2 separate regions of the Mus musculus genome follow, and region 1 is linked to region 2. A link is a contact called in public promoter capture Hi-C data. All regions are on one chromosome and are shown on one strand. Each heading gives the region's core, a stretch centred on a gene start, on an enhancer-like site or on the middle of the called end of the contact. The rest is flanking DNA. Distances are from core to core; before and after follow the strand shown.

What was found. Promoter capture Hi-C pulls out the DNA fragments that hold promoters and counts their contacts.
Region 1: a contact with region 2 is called in a promoter capture Hi-C map of liver, with 7 times the contacts expected there. The contact joins the promoter of Ahr here to the promoter of Hbp1 in region 2. A contact is called at or near these places in 2 of 39 promoter capture datasets (both in liver).

What each region holds. Positions count from the first base shown.
Region 1 is chr12:35,531,298-35,536,827 of GRCm38.p6, reverse strand. It overlaps Ahr (aryl-hydrocarbon receptor), which reads left to right and starts at 1,839. Exons shown (of 11, transcript NM_013464.4): 1 at 1,839-2,266. The coding sequence starts at 2,205.
Region 2 is chr12:31,946,773-31,952,109 of GRCm38.p6, reverse strand. It overlaps Hbp1 (high mobility group box transcription factor 1), which reads left to right and starts at 1,865. Exons shown (of 11, transcript NM_153198.3): 1 at 1,865-1,914. The coding sequence starts at 1,900.

The DNA.
Region 1 (5,530 bases), core at 590-3,089, 3.6 Mb before region 2:
AGCTTTATAATTTCTTTCTGGTGATTCATGCCATTGTTACCCAGCTGGAAACATAGTTGAGAAAACTATCAATTTTAACTCTTAAATTTGTTTCTAATATTAGCACACAAAGCGATGGGCTTAATGAAATGTATGAATTACCATGCTCCCATTCTGCTGGACGCCCCCCCCCCATTCCTTCCCCCACTCCTGCTGCTCTGCTTGCTCCCACAGGATCCCCTCTTCTCCTTCTGTGTCATGTGTATTCTCCTGCCCTTTCTCTTCTCACCTCCAACCCAAGAGCTCCTTTTTCCACTCTCATGATCGCTTTCCTAGTTTCAACATGTGTAAAAATCAAAATCTAGAGCATACATCTAGAGAAAACATGGTATTTGCCTTCTGTGTCTGCCATGCTTAACACGGCAGCCTCCAGTTCCACTTGTTTACCTGCAAATGCCATGATTTCAGTTTTATTCAGAGTCCCATAAAATGCCATTGTGTAGACGCACTACATTTTATTTATCCATCCATAGGTTGATGTGAATCTAGTCTGGGTCCACTTCTCACTTGTTTTGAATGAAGGGCTATCAGGTATGTGCGCAGGAGAATAGCAGGTCATCTTGTGGATCTGTTTTTAATTTGTTGAGAAACTCTATACAGAGTTCCACAGTGGCTGGACCAGTTTACAACCACCCACAGTGATGCGGGTTCTTCTTCCTCCACAGCCTGGGCACCATTTGTTGTTCTTAGTTTTCTCGCTATCCTTTTCCTTGCTGTTGTGTATCCTCTCTTCTGATCTCTTTCTCAAATCTATAAAACACATCAGACTTCATCTCTATCTCTTCATGTCCAGCATCACCTACCTGACTCCCAAAATTCACTTCTCTGCCTCTATTCTTTGGTGGTTAACAGCGACCTTCCCTCTTCCTTTATCATCTCTGCTGTCTCTTTTCTCTCATCCCCATGGCTGTGCCATTGGTCTTGCAGCTGGTCGATTTCATCAATTTCCCAGCGATTCTCTCTTCCATCTGTTTTGTTCCTGAGTAACAGAATTTCCACCTTTTCCCACAGTGACTTTCCCAAGAAAGATGGAACATCATCTTCCAAATTACGCCTTTAAAAGCTCTCTGTTGTCTGCAGAATGAGACCCAATTTCTTCATTAAATCTTTATGATTTGTTCCTAGATTATCTTTTTTTTTTTTTTTCTTTTTCCTCCCATCAGCTCTACCGTACTACTAACAGAAACTCAGGTCTCTGGTCATAGTCTCAGTACCTACCCTCCAATTTCTCATGCTCTCAGCACTCCTGTGCTTCTTTCCTTCTCATCTTCCTGAAGTCTGATGGAGGAAACGATGTTTTATTGTCTTCTGTAGACATAAAATAAATGTGGGAGGGAAAAGGATTATAAAACTCGTAGCCTTCAAGACAACTAACTTTGCAGGGCATTTTTGAAGTTTTCCCCTTAGAATGCTCTCCAGTCGCAGTTATTTATCTACCAGCTCAATGTAAAATCTTTGTCAAAAATTAGATGACTCAACTCTAGGATGAGCTAAGCTCTTTGCCTGGTAAATCTTGATGTCTGGGTTACAAGGAATTTGCCTAGGCATAATGTGGCCTCACACCCCTTTTGAGGCTGGAAAACAGGTACTGGGCGAACACCACCCCACCCCCAGAACCTCGGACTGCAAGAAGTGTTGGGAGTCACTACGTCCTGCGTCATCACGTGCTGCGAAGAGGGTGGGGCCCTCCTGGGAACCGTGAGGGGCGGGGCCGAGCAGGTGGGGCGGGGCTGGAGCCCGGGGCGGAGCTGCGCGGGGTCGCGGCTGCGGAGGAGCGGGCTCGCGGCGGGCGGCAGCGTGTGTGTGCGCTCCCTTTGACGCTCGGTGCCCCACGCGTGTCCCGGAGAGGCTCAGCCCGGAGCGACCCGGAGGACGAACTGGTGGACGGACTCGGGGGTGGCTGCCAGGCAGGGTTGTGAGCGACGCCGCGGCACAGCGCGGGAGCCGGGAAGCCCTAGAGCACTGCGGCCCCTCCTGACCCTCGGGACCGGGCGCGGCTAGCGTGCGGGTTTCTCCTCCGCGGCCAGCTCGGGCAGCCCGAGTCTCCTCTGTCGCCCGCACCTGCGCGTCGCGGTCGTCCCGCCCTCGGCGGCGGCTCACCTGGGCGCAGCGCGGGCAGGGCGCCGCCTCCGGGACGCAGGTGGAGCGGGCAGGGCGCGGGCACCATGAGCAGCGGCGCCAACATCACCTATGCCAGCCGCAAGCGGCGCAAGCCGGTGCAGAAAACGTGAGTGACGGCGGGCAGGCGCGCTCCGAGGGTGCGGGAGGTCCCCACGCGTGCCGCCATCCAGGAGCTGAGTCTCAACCAATGCGTTAAAAAAAAAAAAATCCTGCTTTCAGGCACCTGCACCTTTACTGCTCAGCGACCTTCCCTGGCTGGTTCGTTGACAGCTCTGACCTACCTAGTGCCGCTCTAGCTTAGTTAGTTAAGCTTGCCTGGAAATCCTCCACTCTAGATCTCCGCTGCCGTGAGCTTTAGGGGACACGGAGGATAAGTAGACAGCTCACTGAGGTGAGATGTTGGGCAGAGCTAAACACGTGTTGTCTTGAAGGAGGGGACCTGTGCCTTTGAAGGAATGTCTTTCTGTTCTTAGCGCCTAGCTTTCTGTTTTGCTCTCTCATTTACTTCCTAGGCAGCAGTTCTGCAGGGCTCGGTGTAGGCGCAGAATTGATAGCAGGTTGGAGTGTGCAGTGGACAGGTGCCCTGGCAGCTTGGTGGCATTCTTAGCCACTCTTTGGTGCAGTTTTCTTCCTCCTTTTGGAGTGCTTTTGGGTCTGTAAAATTTTAAATCATTAAGAAGAGGAAAAAGAACTAGACTGACTTCTAAGTTATTTCTACTCTCTACCTGTAGTTCATTTCCCCTTGCTTTTTTTTTTTTTTTTTTTTTTTTTTTTTTTTTTTTTTTGCCAATTCTGACAGAGATTACAGGCTTTGGTCTTTATTTCCATGGGCTATTTGTATGAGATGGGAGATTTTTTTTCCCCCCTCAGAAAAGAGATTCATGATTGAGACAGGGTTCCATTTAGGAGTTGTCTGTATTGATGCATTCATTCATAATTACCTTGGAGTTTCCACATCTCACCATTTGTTATTTTTTTAAAAAAATAAATTATTTTAGGAACACTTTCAGGCAATCAGTAGTGTGTGTTTTGCTTGAAACATGACAGCTATCACCAAGTGAACCAAAAAAAGAAAACAAAAACAACAAAAAAACCAACTTAAGATTTATACACTGTTTACAAATAGTTACTAGCTTAGAAGTTGGGTTATTTGTGGATTTTAATTCCCCTTAAGAATTTCAACTGTCCTAGTTCCTCAAATCTTGACTTACAAATTAATATTGAGAGGAGATGTCCATGTGTAAATAGTTTGATCAGAATTTGGAAGTTTTATGGTTGGTACACTTTAAAGGACGCAAATGTCGTTGACTCAGCAGTTTTCTACCCCGGCAGTTCTTTGGACCCTGGCTTTCAGTGCTTTAGTATTTTGTAGGACGGTTTCTTTTTGTTAAAACATGTTTGCTCAATTTGACTTTGTTCCTGGCAGTTACAGTTTCCGAGGCTTTCAAGTGCTTGTTCCCTGTTTTCATTAATAGTAATACTAACTCAGTATGAGATGAAAAATCTCAGGTATTATGTACATGGGCATAAAACTTGGAGCTCCGCTTGAGTGTCTAAGTCTAAGTAACTGATTTTCCTTATGTTATTTAAGGACATAAACTGCTTTCTATACAAAGGTCACCATCTTAAATGTTATTCATTATAACGGCGAGTGCTCTTAGTTTCTAGTTAATATAGAGAGCTTCCTTTTTAACACGACAACACTTCCTTTTAGATTAAGTTACACCTTTTATTATATTGTCTCACTATTTGCATTTGATAATTTCGGACAACTAAACTGTTGTCCCCACGAACTTATATTTTATTTTATTTGGTCCTTGACTTCTGTTTATCAGATCTGTACTGAACACCTTTAATCAACTCTGAGCCTTCAAATGCCTTAAAGGTCACCAGCTTGCTTTGTCGAAGACTTTAGTGCTGGCACTTAGGTCCTTTAGTGAAAGTACTTACGTTGTCCCCCCTGAACAGAAAATAGTGAGCTGTATAATCACATAATCAAAGTTCACCCTTAACAACCAGGTCACCAAGCTTTAGTATGAGTCTTTAAGTTAAACTACTTAGCCTGTGTGCAATGAGGCCCCAAATACCTCAATTTCAGGAAAAAACACAAGTGTTGACTGTGCTTTCTAATTTAATTAACTTGTACCCTTTAAGGTATAGCTGTTTTATACGGAGCATACCCATTGTAATTCTAGTGTCGAAAAATGTCATATTTAAATATACAGTTCCGTGAAAATTTGGAGTAAAGTGGGTGACATGATTTTAACCCGAAGTTCTTTCAGTCTTCAAATGAGGATCTAGATGCAAAATAAGCCCCCTCTAGTGGCCGGTCCCACCATGACAGTTATCTGTAGAAGGAAATCAGTTTGAAATGTGTTCAATTCCATCCAAGGACAGTGTTTTGTATACACTACACTGTGAATAGCTGTTTCCTCCTTCTTCAGTGCAATGAAAGTTAGGAAATTAAGAGATCCTAAGCAGCCTTGCATCTAGCCCATATCCTCATCTTCAAAGGCAGAATGTCAAAGACCAACCTGGGAATAGAATCTTCTGGGATGTGTCTGTTTCCACTTAAATCCTGTTCTTGCTTATTCTCTTTGGAGAGGAAAATGTTGTGTGCAGTTGTTTAGTTATTCAGTCTCATGAAAATGGCTGAGCAAAGCAGAAGATGGAACAATCTACTCTGGTGATTAAAACTTGAAATATATTTTGAAGCTTTATTAAGACAGAAAAGGTCTTACTTACTGCTACTGGTAGTTTAGGATTGCTAGCAAACAGCAGATGCTCAATCAATAAAACCTGCAGCTGTGGTGGTATTCAAGCCAGCCGTAGCAAGGCTCTCATGATCTGCTGCTAAGTACACACCAATATCAATTTTTACCTTGTTAGTATTCAGGAATGCTGAAGTAATATAGAAGCCCTTCACTCTATTAAAACGTTGTGAGCCCCATCTGTATAACAAAACTTTACTAATCATTTTGTTACAGTACACAATACTAAATTTTCCGCAGATCTACAGTATGGGGCCCTTTGCTAGACAGCACCTGACATGAAAGGACTTTGCAGCTACCGTACTATTTTTCATTTTCTCTCAGATAGCAATAGTGAGAGGGCATCTATGCCGAGGCTGTGGATGTGCCTCATGCTCACCCATGGATGTGTCTAACACAAGGGCTCACATCAAACTGAACGAAAGAAGCAACAGATTCAAACTAAAGGGTGAGGCCTAGTTTCTGTTACTGTTGTTTTTCTGTATTAAAATTCTCTTTTTCATACAATATATTTTGACCGTATTCTTTCTCCTCCTTCAACTCCTCCTAGGCCCTCCCTTCTACTCTCCCCACACCATTTCCTGTTCTTTCTCTCTCCC
Region 2 (5,337 bases), core at 616-3,115:
TAGTTAAGAAATTAATATTGGTGTTTCTGTTTTTAAGTTATGGGTCTTGCTGGAATTCCACTACAGAAGTACCACAAACACGAAATGAGTGAAGCACGGTCATGCTTTTTGGGATCACTCTACAGTATCTGAAAGTTGTACACTAGGGTCTTACTTTTTTACTCGGGGGTGGGGGTCAGGCATTTTGGGAGGGTTTTCCTCTGGATTATTTTGAGGAAAACAATGCTTGTGAACAGAATATTTGTGAGCAGAGTATCAATCCCTGCTCACTTGGGCCGGCTATTTTAGAAATAGTTTCCACTTCAAGAGTCCAAAAGCAGAACTCAAAGGAATTTGAAACCTTGTTTCAACCATGTACCAGTAAATCTTTTGTTTACTGGTTTTGTTCTGTAGCTTTCAGGTCTAGAAATGCGGGCAGTTTTGAAAGATGACCTCGAGCTCTTCCCTAAATTGACTTGAGCAGAATTCGTACTCCTTTCTTTCTCAATTTCAGCACATTTCTAGTAATAGGAAGAAATAAAACCTAATCCATACCCTACATGATTAAACACTTCATGTTCAAAGAAAAAAAGCTCAATAATGCCTATAGTAATGCTTATAATGTGAATAGTAAAAATGCCAATTACAGACTGACTGCACCCAGATGCTATGAGCAACCTCCTTTAAAAGGAAGCAACTAACACAGAAAAGCCATTCCCCACTTTTGGTAACTCCCTTAGAAAAATCAGGAGGAACTTCTAGTAGAAACAGAGTGGAAAGGCAGTTTTCTGTCTGAACGCTTAGGGAGGGAGAGACAGTTAAAAATATTCACCAAAGACACAAGTAACCTAGCAACTAACTTCGGACAAATACAGTCTATCTACACTCCTCTGTATTAATTTAAAAGAAAATGTAGGCCAATAAGGAAACATCGCTTCGAATGCCTCAAATTCAAAGCAATAGTCCAGTACTCTAAACAGCTGTATAAATTCTTGAGTCCGATACTGTCTCATTCTTAAACCCTACAGTACATGGCACTTGGCTGTGTCTCAACTAATTCTGGTCAAACTGGACACTGGTAAATCTTCCCCAGTTGTTGTTGGCGGCGTATTGAGTCAAGGGCTGGTTAAGTTTAAAAAAAAAAAAAAAAAAAAATCTGTCTAGCTCATCTGCTAAGGGAGGGCAGTACTGAATCAACTTTTGTAATCCCCAACGTGCTTGGGCCGTGATTTGTAAGTGATCAAGTCCCTGGCTAGCCTGCACTGCTTCCGCTTGTGCAGTCATCTTCTTCCCCTCGCACTAAAACAATACCTTGGCCACCAGCCAAACTTTGAGCAGCAAGCGACTCTGCTGTTTATGGCCTGGAATGGGTGCTGAAATACCCAACCAAGGACGCTCTAGGCCCTCTGGGAGGCCTAAAGGAAGAGAGGTGGCCCTGGCTTTAAAACACTCCTATCCTCCGCCCCCTCCCTTTTGTCTCAGACACCAAAACAAACGAGCTGATACACGTGTCCCTATGACTCTTGTTTACTATCAAGACTGCGTTGTGCGCGTACCTCTGGGATATGTAGTTCAGTCAGCTCCTCCCCCCCGGTAATTTCCTCAGCTAAGGAGCAAGGCTGAGACTACTAACCCACAATCCACTTCGATAGCAAAGTTTGGCTCCCGTCCCCCGTGTCTCGGCAGCAATCCAATCCAAAGCGCTTTCTGTAGTGATTGACAAGCCACCTTCTCCAGTAAACACAAGAGAAAAGTCAATACATGCCCGCCCACCGAGACGGACTACGGCACTTTCCAATGGAAAGGCGGAACCTTAGAGTGGCAGTTCTTCAGACCAATTAAAGACGAGAAAGGTGGACGAAGGCTCAGCCCCCCGGGGGCTTCAGGGGAGGGGGAAGACGAAGCTTGAAAGACTTGGTAATGGCGACGGGTTTGGTAAGTAGGAAAGTTTCGGCTGAGGAGTAAACGCGGCGGTGGGAGTCGCGGCGCGCCACAGAGAGGTGGGCAGCCGTCGGGAAACGCGCAGGCAAGCAGCTGGCGACGCTGTCGCGACAGACGGCCTGCGTCCTGACTCTGTGTGGTCGCGGGGTTTCTGAGGGGTGGGGGGTGGGCAAGGGAGGGGCTGGAGCTTCGGGGCCGGGCAGCGGCCGCGAGAGCGGAGACCCTTGGGACTCTGGGCACTGGATCCCCTGCGCGGAACCCGCCGTCCGGGCCTCCCGGGAGCTCTCCGAGCCTGGACGGCCGCGGCTCCCAGGACTCGGGGTGGTGGGGGTGGCGGAGCTCGGGGCTCGGTGGCGCTCGCGGTGGGGGCCGGCGGGGAAGGGGCCGGGGCAGGGGAGGGGCCTGGCGCTCCGGAGGGCTCCGGAAAGTTTGCCTCGCCACTCCCCGCTGCGGGGGCCGAGGGCGGACGCCGGCCGCGAGCTCCAGCGGGCCGGGGGCTCCGGGGAGGCGAAGCTGCCTCCGGGGCCCGGGCCGGGCGGGGGAGCTCGCGGAGCCGTCGGGCCCGGGGCTCATTGTTACGCAGTTCGAATGAATGGGCTCCGAGGCGCCTGCGCGGTGCGCGGTGGGGCTGCGCTAAGGGGGAAAAACAAGCCTGGCGTCCAGGCTGCGGTCACATGATGGGGGGGAGGGGAGGAAGCGATGAATGGCGAAAGAGGTGGGGGTGGACTTGGCCGGCTCCGGGAGGCGCTGCTCGGCCTGACCCGGCGACTAGGCCCGCGGGCGAGGCCCGGCTCCTCCCTCTGCAGGCCGATTTAAACAAAACAAAAAGGAGTTGGGGCGCAGCCGGCTTCCCGAGCCTCGCTTTCGCGTGCTCCCGGCGCTGAGCGCTCCGGAGTTCACTCCCTGGGACTTCTCAGCCGGCGAAGGCACTGACAGCTGGGCGGGACACGGTTCCTGGCACTTTGTACCTGCTGGGGGGGACTCAGTTGGGCTTAAGGGAGCTTTATTCTCTAGGGAGAGGGGCGGGGGTTTAGGATGGGTTACAGTCGAAGAATGATTTTAGCAATTATAAATACTTAAGTAGTTACAGCGGTGATTTGGAGCCGTAATTTTGTGTTTTGGTTCCGGTGTTTCACCTCTCCCTTTAACCCCAGCTTTGTCGAACCAAGAGTATTGGGGGAAGTGGAGTTACATTGAAAAAAGAAAACTTAAGACAAGTTTTCGAGATACCTTAGGCTTTTGAACATTACTTCAACTCGACTAGTAAATTTCAGAACCTTTTTAAATTTTTTTCTATTATAGCTCCCAGTTTAGTTTTATAAACCTATTTATCTTTTCTTCCTGGGAAAGCCCTTCCTTTGTTAACTTCCCTGACTTAAATACAAGGATGCCCTCTCAGTGTTTTTTTTTTTTTTTGTCATACATTTCTCAAGTGAACTTGAAAGGCAGTTTGTTCCGCTCTTAATATACCGTCAGATTATCACTATTGTATTTTATCTTTAGACTCTGGGCCTGAAGGTTCTTTGTGTGCACCACAATCTGGTCTGTGTATCGGCTGGAAATAAAGATGTCAGTACTCTCTTACAAGTTCTCCTGTTATTCCCCAACTGCTAATAAAACAACGGCAGATGGTTTCTGTGTTTTAAATTTCACATGTGTACAAGAAGGGGAAAACAAATCTCATAATTCAGAAAATTTGAATCATTTCAATTGTTACTACCCAAAGTCAGTAATAATTCCGTGTACTTTCATATTTTGTTCTGCATTTACTTTACTCCTGGTCATACTTTATATTACATTTTCATTATGGAAGTTAGAATTTTTTAAACCCATACCTGGTCTGTAACCCCAGCACTTGGGAGGTATAAGCAGAAAAATGGGTCATGACCTTGGACACATACTGAGTTCCAGACCAGCCAGGGCTACTTGAAAAAAAGAGTGAAATTTAAAATTTAACCTTATTAGAGCATTTTTTTTTTTTTACTTTTTTTGGTTACTTCAGTGTGTGTGTGTGTGTGTGTGTGTGTGTGTGTGTGTGAGAGAGAGAGAGAGAGAGAGAGAGAGAGAAGACAGATGGCATAGTCTTCATTGAACTACCTGTCCTGAAGAGTCTGATGTCTAATCCAGGCTGGCCTTGAATTCCTGTCAGTCTTCCATCCTTAGCAATCCTTGAAAATAAAAAGCTATTAACGCTGCTATAGAAATGCTGCCTTGCTTGTTTGGTGATCTGTAACTCACTGTATAGACAGGCTGGACTAGAACTCACAGTGATCTTCCTGCCTCTGCCTCCTGAGTGCTAAGCCCACCAGGTCTGAACAAAAAAAAGAAGAGGCTGTTTTACAGGTTGTCGTAATATGAAAATGTCCAGGATTGTAATTAAGTTTAGGAGAGTATTTTCTGTCATATAAACATTTCATTTAAACATTGATTTATTTTTTTATTTTATGCGTGTGAAGGTTTTGTCGTCTTGTCTGTCTCTGTAGTACATGGCCTGCAGTACCCAAGGAGGCCAGAAGAGGTAGTGGGAGCTACCATCTGAAACTGAAGTTTACAGACCATAGTTAGCTGATGTGGGTGGGTGCTGGGAATTGAACCCACGGCCCCTGAAAAAGGAATCAACTAGCCCTTAAATCTTCAAAATGACTTGCCTTAAATATTACTTGAATTGGTTCATGGACGGTTACAGTCTGTATTAGTGTTTCATGTTGACTGAACATGAAAATAATTTTCTTAGATGTGATTTGTAATGTTCAGCAAAGGAGGATGTGAAATGTATTTTTTATACCTGTAACAATTTTGAGGAGTAAATAGGTTTCAGTTTATTGACAAATAAGGAAATAGGTATCAGTGGTTAGACTGTTCAAAGCACAAAGGCGGTATTAAGCAGTAAGTGTAAGCTATAGCAGTGTAGTTTACCAAACCCACAGTGTGGCTTCTTGTTTTCATTTCTTAGCTCAGTGGCAAGCTAGAGTAGTAGAAACACTTGTCAGAGAAGAGACATTTAGAATATTATTAAAGAACTGCAGTAAAGTCTGCTAACTGCTTTTGATATAGAACATTGAATTTGATACTTAGTTATTTAATATTTTTATAAAATAATAGTCAATATTTGATAGTTTTAGTGCCTTTTGTCACTTGTAAGCATATAATTCACTTTAAGTACTTCGATTTCTATCGTGAGAGTTCTTTGAAAACAATTTTCTTGGGTCTAGCAAACACAGAAGTGGATGCTCACAGTCAGCTATTGGATAGGATCACAGGGTCCCCAATGGAGGAGTTAGAGAAAGTACCCAAGGAGCTAAAGGGGTCTGCAACCCTATAGGTGGAACAACATTATGAACTGACCAGTACCCCCGGAGCTCGTGTCTCTAGCTGCGTATGTATCAGAAGTCAGTGGAAAGAGAGGCCCATGGGTCT